3 separate regions of the Mus musculus genome follow, and regions 1 and 3 are each linked to region 2. A link is a contact called in public Hi-C and promoter capture Hi-C data. All regions are on one chromosome and are shown on one strand. The core of a region is the stretch at or near the end of the contact, and the rest is flanking DNA. Distances in the headings are between cores, read along the strand shown. Region 1 holds the start of Dyrk1a (dual-specificity tyrosine-(Y)-phosphorylation regulated kinase 1a). Region 2 holds the start of Itsn1 (intersectin 1 (SH3 domain protein 1A)). Region 3 holds the start of Morc3 (microrchidia 3).

Region 1 (3,359 bases), core at 261-2,760, 2.8 Mb after region 2:
CCTAATTACAAAGTAGCCAGCACAGGGGACTTCAGTGTCAATGGCCCGAGAGGACACCCAGCAGTATTTAGCCAGGCGGAAGACAGTAGAATAAAAAACAAAACAAAAAAACCGAAAGGCAGAATTCCGGTGAAGATTCGACGGTTAAGGCCAAGTGGGCAAATTTAAGAATCGGGAAACCGAGGTGACTTAGGACAGGTAACAATAAAAAAAAAAACAAAAAACAACCCCCCCCCCCAACCCCCTCCGAAAGCCCTGGGGTTGGCGCTGGCTGGGCATTCCGATGGAGAAGCCGGGGAACCGGCGCCCGGGAGCGTGCCCAGCCTGGAAAGTTTCTGCGCGGCCCGCGCGCGGGCACGGTCCGAGTAAGGTGGCGGCCGCGCGCCTGCAGCCGCGGGCGTAATTCCGGAGGTGAGCCGGACGCCAGCGATCGTCCAGGCCTGCGCGGGCCCGGTCGGGATAGGGGCTCGCGACGGCGGCCTCCCAGGGCCGCGAGGTGGGCGGCTTGCCCTCCGCTTCCCTTCCTTCCCGGGCCGCGCGGGCGGGGCTGCGGGCTCGCGGCGCGGGAGCGCGCTGCGCCACGGGGGCGCGCGCTGGCCCGGCCGCAGTCGGCGTGGGAGCGAGCGCGGGGGCGGGGCGAGGCGGCCGCGAGGCGGCAGGCGCTCGCTCGCTCGCTCGCGCACCGGCAGGCCACCGCCTCGCCCCCGTCCCTTCCCTTCCCTTCCCTCCACTCCCCTCCCCCGAGCGAATCACGCGCCCTCCTCTGACACTCATAGCGGGCCCGAGCTCCGAATTTATCCTTCACGTGACCTGAGGGGGGTTGGGTGGTTGGCTGGGGGACGGAGGAGAGAGGGGAAGGAGGGAACGGAATCTGCCGTTACCCGAGCAACAGGCCCCGCCCGCCGGCTTGGGGCCGGGAGGGGCGGGCGGAGGACGTCAGCACGTCAGCCGGGGTTTTGCGTTTTGATTGACAGTTGCTATAGCGACCGGGTCGGTCCGTCGCCATTTTGTTGGTTGGTTTTTTTTTAAACCCTTTCGCTTCCCGCCCGAATAATAATAAAAAGCCCCATTGGAGTGAGGCGGGGGTGGCGGCGGCAACCGCGGCGGGGGGATCCGGGGAGACTGCTGCCGTCGCTGCTGCCGATCGCGGCCCAGGTCGGGCTGAGAAAGCGGACTCCCCGAGCGGGGGTGCGGGCGCCACCGCCGCCGCCGCTTGTGCTGCTGTTCCTGCTGCTGCTGTTGGTGCCGCTGCCGCTGCCGCCGCCGCCGCCGCCGGCGAGCGGGCGGGACCGGTGTGAGTGTGAGGGAGCGTGTGCGAGGGCGAGTGTGCGCGCGGTGAGTGTGCGCGAGTGTCTGTGCGGGATCGGGGGCGGGCGGTCCGGGCTCTCCTGGCGGAGCCGCCGCCGCCGCCGCCGCCGCTCGGGCCCCGGCGCTGCTCGCTGCGCAGCTTCGGAGCGCGCGCCATTTTGTGAGATTTACAAAAATCCTCGTCGGGAAGAAGCGGCCGGCAGCGGCCGCCACTCGGCGCCCGGCCTCGCCGCCGCCGCCGCCCTCCGCACCGGGCCGGGCCGGGCCCCGCCGCCGACACTCGGGGGCCCGGGGACTGCGGTATTTGCCGGGGAGGGGCTGTCGCCTGCCTCCCCGGCCGCGGGCGCCGCCGGCCCCGCCAGCCCGACGGACCCTGAGCCAGCGCGGCTGCGGCGCGGAGCCGGGACGCCGGGGGCGGAGAGAGGCGGCCGGGGCGGCGCTGGCTGCGGAGGCCGCGGCGGGAGCGCGGCGCGGGAGCTCGAGGCTGAGACTCACCGGAGGGAGCGGCGCGAGCGCCCCGCCATCGTCCCGGTGAGTGTCCGCCCCGCCCGGCGCGGCGCGGCCCAGCGCGCGGCTTCTCGGGGCCTGCGAGCCGGGCTCGCCAGGCCTCAAGCGGAGGGAGGGAGGGACCTGCCATCTTAGGAGCGAGCGGGCGGGCGGGCGGGCGGCCCGGGGCCCGGGGAAGAAGGCCTCGTCCCCGAGGAAAGTTGCGGCGGGTGGGACCCGCTGCCTCGGGCCGGGCCGGCGCCAGACCTCCACTGGCTGCCCGGGCGCAGGGGAGGAGGCTGTTCTCCTCCTCCTCCTCCTCTTCCTCCTCATCCTCTGCCCCCAGCTCCTCCCTCGTCCCTCCTCTCGGTCCCCACCGGCGTGCGGAGCGCCGGGGTTCTGGGCAAGGACAATGCACGGGATCAGAAAATGGGGCTGGCGGCCGGGAGGCGAGGACGCAAGGCCCGGCCGGGCCGGGCCGGCGAAGGTCGGCAGCCTGCTGCCTGCGAGGCCCAGTGGGCCCGCGCTCGGGCCTGGGGACCTGGTGTGCTCGGAAGTCGGGCCGCGAGCGCGGGCCACCCAGGGCACCGGAGGGGCCGGGGTGACCTGCATAGCAGCGGGAGGAGACTGGAATTAGAATGGAGACCTGTGTATCGCCTCAAAACTTCAACATCTATTTATAGGCTCAGACCCACTCAGGCTCCAGAGGCCCCAGAGCTGCTGAATATCAGCACTAAGCTAGAGGCCCCTCCCTACCCCGAAATAGTTAAAAATGGCAAAATTCGTGAGTCAGTGACTCCAATGACTTGTCTTGTCTTTGCCCAGCCCTAGATTATGTGACTCCTGTCGTCGAGGTGCAGCATCGTTTGCTTCTTGAGTTCTGCCAAATCCCAAGAAAATATTCCTTGTAACTGTTTGCACACTCATAGATTAGTGCAAGGCCTTTTATATATTACCTCGAATAACCTCCCAGTTGGAAATGCTGCCCATTTTACAGATGAGCAGACTGAGCCTAGAGGTGGGCAGTGACTAGTCCAAGGTCATACAGCCAGTACTCCAGGAGGCCTATGTCAGTTGTTAGCCTGGCTTTCTGTTCATTGGCTCCTAACTTATTATTAAGTACTGTATGATGACTCAGGGCTGTAACCTAGACTGTTTGGGTACAGGTTTTGGTAGAGTTAATTTAGGGTTTGCAGAAGTACAGTTTAGATGAGCCCCTGTAATGAAACTTGTCATGCCCCCCCCCCCCCAGGTAAACTAGTCTGTTTTTCAGTGGAAGAATTGAAACCACTGGTGCATTTTGTTCTTTGCGTTTAACTGTTACAGTGTAGAGTTCTTTTTGCGTATTGATAAGTCATAAAGTTTGGTGTGAAGTTATTTTTTATTTAAATACTTACATTTCTCTTTTGACACTGTACTTTGCACGTTAAGAATAACTATTAGGTATTTTGATTTGAGATGTTAATGTAGTGGAATTATCTTACTTTTTGTTTGTTAAATTTTTTTTAATTGTCTTAAAGAATTACATTTTTAAATAGACTGTAAGTGGGAGACAGGAGCTCAAA
Region 2 (3,012 bases), core at 88-2,587:
TCTGCACCTCCTCACGACCCTGGGATAATTCTTTAGTATGGCTCAAGTATGGCCGGCTCAATGAAGCAGGCAATTCCTGACCCAAGGCCCCATTACTGCGAACACCCACCCTTGTTTGCTTTAGGAAACCGCTTACTGGAAATGCAAAGAGAAGGATAAGAAGGGTGACAAGGGAAGTAGTAATAGAGACAGCATCAGAAACAGTGATAGGGAGAAGCTGGGGGCGGGGAGGACTCAACCCAGGAGAAAGGCAGTTCTAGACCTTTGCCTCCATAAACGCGGAGGAAGAAGCAAAGATCAGTCTACAATCAAAACCTAGCCAGGGTCAGGAACTGTCCGTCAAATCTAGTATTACCCGCCCCTCGGCGGCCTCGGCCAAGCTAGGCCTGAGCCAGGGCATCTCTGAGGTCGGCGTGTGATGCGAAGTACCAGTCTCCCCAGGGTTAGACAGCTCCTTCAGGCGTTTCTCCATTTTTCGCCCAAAGTCCCATTTCAGAGACACACATCGTTCTTCCCTGGCTCACCTGGCTCGGAGCAACCTCAACCGCCAGCGCCTTCGCCGCCGCCACCTTCCCAGTCCTTCTGCAGAGAGCCCGCCTTCTTGGGTCCAAACAGTACTGCCATTGGTCAGACTGCCCGTCACTACCGCAGGATGACCGATCTGGGGGAGGCTGTGACGAACGCCATGGCAACTGAACCCGGAACTACATCTCCCAGCATGCTGCTTCCCGTAGAGAGACGAGTCGCCGCCCCAGGGACCACCAATAAATGGGAGAAGTTGGGCGTTGCCAAGATGGGTTCCGTTTTATGCAAATTAGAGTAAAAGGCCACACCCTTCCTCATTCCAACCGTAACCCCTACCATCTTTCTTCAGTCTTTGTGTCTTTCGCCTTTCGTGCCCACGCTCTTTCTGCAAAACCTTCAATTTAGTTGAATGTATCCTAGCTACTGTCGCGCATAGAAAAGAGCAAAGCGCCAAATCGTGAAACAAAATCTCCGCACGCATAGAGCAGAAACCTCTAGTTACGCCTTCAAGGGACGAGACAAGGATGGGAGGGGAAAAAAGTGTGTGTGTGTGGGGGGGTGCTATCCAAACTACTTCATTGGTGTATCTCGTTGTCACTCTGTACACCTCTATTTCCTTTGGCTCCTTTCTTCTTTTTTGCCCACCTAGTGGGCGGAGTCATAGGAGAGAGCGAAGGCGTGGTCTCCGCCGTCCGATTGGCAGGCGGTTATCCCCGCCCATCTATGGGTGGGGCGGAGGGCAGGCTGTGGGCGGAGGGGCGGCGGCGGAGGGAGATGAGGAGTTAGGCGGGAGTGAGGGAGCGAAGGAGCGAAGGAGGGCGAGAGGAGTGGAGCGGCGCGGGGAGGGCGCGCAGCTTGGTTGCTCCGTAGTACGGCGGCTCGCAAGGGAGCATCCCGAGCGGGCTCCGGGACGGCCGGGAGGCAGGCAGGCGGGCGGGCGGGGATGGTGTGCGCGGCTGCGGACTCGGCGTTCCTCCGCGCGGCGTGCGGGCTGCACTGATTTGTGTGAGGGGCGGCCGCGCGCACCCGCCCGGAGATGAGGTGAGGAGCTGACGCGGGCGGCCTGGCGCGCGGGCGGGGGTCGGCGATGGCCGCCCCGGGGTCGGGTCCAGCGGCCGGGCGCGCGTCCCTGCGGCCGCCGTCGCCGCTCCGCCCGGTCTTTCTCATCCTCCCCGGGGGCAGCGGGGCGGGCGGGCCGCGGCGGTGGCGGCCGCGGGACGGGTTCGGGCTGAATGGGCGTCCGCAGCCACGGCCGGCGCTCCCGTGGGGGGCATCGCGGCGGGCGGTCCTTCCACCGCTGACCCCTCTGCCCTCGGCCGCCGGAGGGTGGCGGGCCGACCCGGCCTCCCGGGGATCCCGAGCTCGCGGGAGCCGCATCGCGCCGCCCGCGGGTGCCCCCGGCCTCGAGTCCCCGGCTCATCCTTTTTCTCTAGCGCCTGCTTGGAATACCCTGTCAAGTGAAGGGCGGTCAATGCCGTTTGGGCCGAAGTGGTGCGGCCGGGGCTGGCTCTGATGGCATTTAACAGAAAGCGGCTACCCTTGCAGCGGGCGTGCGTCCCCTTCTCGGCCGCTTCGCCCTCCTTGCGCACGCACTGACTCGGGTGTCTGCTGTGGACCCAGTGCATAATTGCGGTCCCTTCTTGGGGGTGGGGGGGGGCACCAGAAAATGCAATCCGGATTCCCAGAAAGAAAAAAAAGAAAAGAAAGAAAGAAAAGCAAGGAGGAGCTGGCTGGATCTCCCTTCACTTCTGTTTGCCTTTGCTTTGGAAGACAACTTCGCTGATCCTCTTGCCTATGAGCAGTCTTCTATTGTTGTGATTCAGACTACAGGCTTTGCTTTTGAAGGAATAGATTAGTGGCTTCTTGCTGCAGCTTGAGGGTGTAGAGGTATTTGGTAGCATCTTGAATGTGAAAGTTTGCGACTTTGCCCTCATCACTGCTTTTCGGAAAACAGAAGCAACCTGGAAATGTAAATGCATGCAGACTCTGGCCAGATGCGGTTCTTTTGTGTTTATCGGTTGGTATCTTTCTCTTGGTACTTCGTGGTCGGAAACACGGAGGATAAAAAAGAAAAAAAGAGTCTGATAAATAGCATAGATAGTGAAAGCATGGGAACAAATGCCCGTGGAAAATATCAGTTCTATTTTCAGGGAGGCCGGTTTACTAATCCCGCTGAATTGATGAAGAGAAAGGCTTGCTCATGGATTATGTAGTGGACAGGATGTGAGGGCAGGAGCTGGGGCCAGGAGCCCGCAGGCCAGCTGCTTGGCAGGGTGTTTCTCTAAATGCTCCAAACTAGAGGAATGTATTTATTTGTTGGGATACTTTTATTTTTAGAAGATGTTAACGGTGAAGAGTGCAGACGTTTCAGCAACCATTATGGTTACCATTTTTGTTACTTTTTTTTTTTTACACTAGTTTGCTTGAAATATTTTGTATGTGTGTGTGAGTTCCCTTATAACTTAAGAAGTTTTTAAAAAGCAACGT
Region 3 (3,327 bases), core at 332-2,831, 2.1 Mb after region 2:
TTTCACTTAAATCCATGCAGAGTTGCATGGTAGTCATTAGGGGCCGAAAGGGGAGAGTGGAAGATGGATGGCTGCATTGACCTCCATTGTGGGAACACACTGAACGCCCCTAATCTGACCTTTAAAAGGTGAAGTTTACGTGTGTTTAACAACAATAAACAAACAAAATACTGCAGGGAGGTGTGGTAGTGATTCACATCTATAATCCCAGGATTTAGGAGATAGAGGCAAGAGGGTCAGGAGTTTGTCAACCTCAAGTACAAAGCAGACCAGCCTGGGTTACAGGAGGCTCTCTTTCAAAAAGAAAAACAAAGCGATTATGTGGATCTCAAGAAAATGTGGCGAGACAGGCTTTCCTCAGCTGCATCCCGTGGGGAATCCTCTTCCCTGATGAACAAGTATTTGTCCCACCCTAGGCACTGTTTTCCCCGCAAAGACAACCAGACTCGGATGAAACAGGAAAACAAGGCTGACCTGCTTGTTAATCCTGTCAACTTGACAAGATTTAGAATCCCCATGGGAACAAACCTCTGGTCAAATCCACAGGGGAGTTTCTAGACTAAGCTATTTGCAGTTCAGTGGAGAATTTGCGCAGCCTGGGCTGCTGACACTCTCTAGGTTGACTGCACGGCTCACTGACCGGCCATCATGGTTCAACTGTCTTGACAGCCACCTGTTCTGCAAGACTAGACACCAGTTTTGCTTATCTTGTGCCTCTTATTCACTCTTAAAAACAGTGAATACCACAGGTTTTAATTTTACATCCCCTTATTAATTTAAAAGTATTTAAGTTTTTACAAGCCTACAGTTAAAATATGAAGAGAAAACACAGTTGACGTGTAGGAAAAGGAGAGGATCCATCCCATACTGTAGTGTTTAATAGACAGCGGTCTATAATAAAGGATACTAAATTGTTTATCAGCAGAAGATGAACTGAACTTTTTTTCGTTTTGTTTAGTTTTTTTTTGTTTTTGTTGTTTTTTTTTTTTTTTTTTTTTCGAGACAGGGTTTCTCTGTGTAGCCCTGGCTGTCCTGGAACTCACTTTGTAGACCAGGTTGGCCTTGAACTCAGAAATCTGCCTGCCTCTGCTTTCCAAGTGCTGGAATTAAAGGCGTGCGCCACCACTGCCCGTCTGAACTTTTATAAATAAAAATATGACTATCGTTAAGACTGCAGTAAATACTCTTGCAAATCTTTTAACCTTCTCTTTACTTGTACTATTTAGCATCCCTTTCTTGACTAATTTCTACATGCTACTCGCTGCAGTACCGGGCTCCACACACACTGAATTAACGTGTCCGTGCGCTACCACTACCAGGATAAAAGCTGATGATTTTCAGGCAAACCCAAAAAGTAATTATTTTCTTCATTTTGTCCTGTAAGATTCCAGTAACATCATTACCAGCGGCCATGGATTACACTTTTGCAGTGCGATTTTCATCAGAGTTTGCCTAGCTTCTACACATCATTCTTCGCGCCAATCTTCAATCTCAAGGTCCAGCTACGCGAGGCGAGGAGCTCGCGCCCGCCCGCTCACCTACGCATGCGCCCAACGCCTGGGTCCTGCGCGCGCAGCAGGTCAGGCCCGCTCGGGCAAGCCTCTGCTGAGAATCCTAATTCGCCTTTGCCCGAGGCGGAAATGAGTGGGTGTGGCCTGGTGTTGTCGGTTCCGCCCCGGAAGTGGGCGGGGCGTTGAAGCCCGCGGCGGACTCGTAGCCTCCCAGTCGGGCTGCGGCCGAGGCCGGTCCTGGCTTTGTAGCTCACTCAAGATGGCGGCGCAGCCACCCACCGGGATCCGCCTCAGCGCGGTGAGCAGCCGCGAGGGGAGGAGCGGGCCGGGTCCCAGGAGGGCGGGCAGGCGGGCCAGCCAGGAGGTGGCAGTGGGCGGCGGCGACTCAAGGGCTGGCGCGGCGGCCGGGAGGTCGCGGCGGGGCCAAGGGTCCGCCGCCATGTCTCCTCGCTCGGAGGAGCGGCTGTAACGCGCGGCCGGTGCGCTCGCGGCATCTCGGGGCAAGCCGAGGCGGCCTCCCTCCCTCCCTCCGGCTCTGCGGCGCCCGACAGCTGTTGTGGGAGCCGCGCCCTCCGCGACCCGCCCGCCCCGGGAGCAGCCGCCGGGCCTCGTCGGGGCGGCGTGGGCTGCGGTGCAGCGCGGTTCCTGCACGCGTCCGTCCCTGTCGGTCCCGGCTCGGAGGAGCGGAGGCTAGGACTCATCTCCTCCGCTTGCTTGGCATGCCCCTGCCTTTTCGGGCCGAGCCCATTGGTGGCAAACCCTTTGGAGGTGGCTGGGAGTGGTCGCAGAAAAGGACTTACACTTTCGGGTCCAAAACATTGTGGGCGTGGCTTCACCTGATGATTCCTGCAAAGTTTTATTCTCTGCCGGCCCTGAGGTCTTAAGCGGGGAAAGTTACTTCCTTGATGTTTGAAGGATGGCTGCGGTGGCCCATGCCTGGCATCCCCAGCGCTCGGGTGACCGAAGCAGGCAAATTCTAGGACAATTTAGGGAGACAAGGGGAAGTCCTGTCTCAAAGGCAAAAAAAGCGGTACTACTGTGTTATGTAATTTCGTTGGCGAGCGGTAAGGATTTCCGGAGGTTAAAGCACCTCCCGTAGGTGCTCTTCAAGAATGCAGGTCTCCGTCCATTCATTAGGCTACTTCCGTCATTTGGGATGTGATAGCCCCAAGTGTGCATGAAGTGTTACCTAGTTTTATCGCGTCTGCCTTTTTTTTTTTTTGTGAGGTTGAGTATTCTTCACATTTTTTGTTATGTTTTGTTTTAAATTGCCTGTTAGTACGGTTTCCCCCCACACAGTTTATGTGTGTGTGTGTCTTATGCACCTGAAGATGAGGACTTCTGAACCCTCACTGCTAGTTATGAGTTGGCCCATGGGGTGCTGGTAACTGAATCCTGGTCCTCTGTAAGAGCAATTTGTGCTCTTTTGTTTGTTTGTTTGCTCTTTTGTTTGTTGACAGGGTTTCTCTGTGTAGCCCTGGCTGTCCTGGAACTCACTCTGTAGACCAGGCTGGCCTCGAGCTCAGAAATTCGCCTGCCTCTGCTTCCCGAGTGCTGTGATTAAAGGCATGTGCCACCACTGCCCGGCGCCAAAAGAGTTCTTATTCCCAGGATAGTGATAGAAATTATCCTGTGTCAATTATGAGTGACTAAGGTCCTGGAACAGGATTTAGATTCCTGTGAGTAATGGGGGTGGCGGTGGTGGTGAGTGTGTGTCTTGGGTTACCCAACAAGTGGCTGACTTCCTGATTGCCAGGCAAATGTTCTTTATGTTGCTGTATCCCCAGCCTTATAGAAGTCCTAAATCATACAACAA

The links. Promoter capture Hi-C pulls out the DNA fragments that hold promoters and counts their contacts. Hi-C and Micro-C count contacts between places; a contact is called where the count stands out from the background.
Region 1: a contact with region 2 is called in a promoter capture Hi-C map of pre-B cells, with 2.2 times the contacts expected there. The contact joins the promoter of Dyrk1a here to the promoter of Itsn1 in region 2. A contact is called at or near these places in 2 of 39 promoter capture datasets (liver and pre-B cells) and 1 of 115 datasets of contacts at active chromatin or transcription factors (astrocytes).
Region 3: a contact with region 2 is called in a Hi-C map of erythroblasts, with 7 times the contacts expected there. The contact joins the promoter of Morc3 here to the promoter of Itsn1 in region 2. A contact is called at or near these places in 5 of 39 promoter capture datasets (hippocampal neurons, liver, neutrophils and 1 more), 2 of 484 Hi-C or Micro-C datasets (embryonic stem cells and erythroblasts) and 2 of 115 datasets of contacts at active chromatin or transcription factors (astrocytes and embryonic stem cells).

What each region holds. Positions count from the first base shown.
Region 1 is chr16:94,568,696-94,572,054 of GRCm38.p6, forward strand. Dyrk1a (dual-specificity tyrosine-(Y)-phosphorylation regulated kinase 1a) reads left to right here and starts at 1,511. Exons shown (of 12, transcript NM_007890.2): 1 at 1,511-1,839.
Region 2 is chr16:91,728,034-91,731,045 of GRCm38.p6, forward strand. Itsn1 (intersectin 1 (SH3 domain protein 1A)) reads left to right here and starts at 1,338. Exons shown (of 39, transcript NM_010587.2): 1 at 1,338-1,566. Cryzl1 (crystallin, zeta (quinone reductase)-like 1) reads right to left here and starts at 769. Exons shown (of 13, transcript NM_133679.2): 1 at 525-769. Gm46543 (a long non-coding RNA gene) reads left to right here. Exons shown (of 3, transcript XR_001781880.2): 3 at 486-548.
Region 3 is chr16:93,830,540-93,833,866 of GRCm38.p6, forward strand. Morc3 (microrchidia 3) reads left to right here and starts at 1,582. Exons shown (of 17, transcript NM_001045529.3): 1 at 1,582-1,809. The coding sequence starts at 1,771. It overlaps Gm30881 (a long non-coding RNA gene), which reads right to left and starts at 2,553. Exons shown (of 3, transcript XR_876266.3): 1 at 2,312-2,553.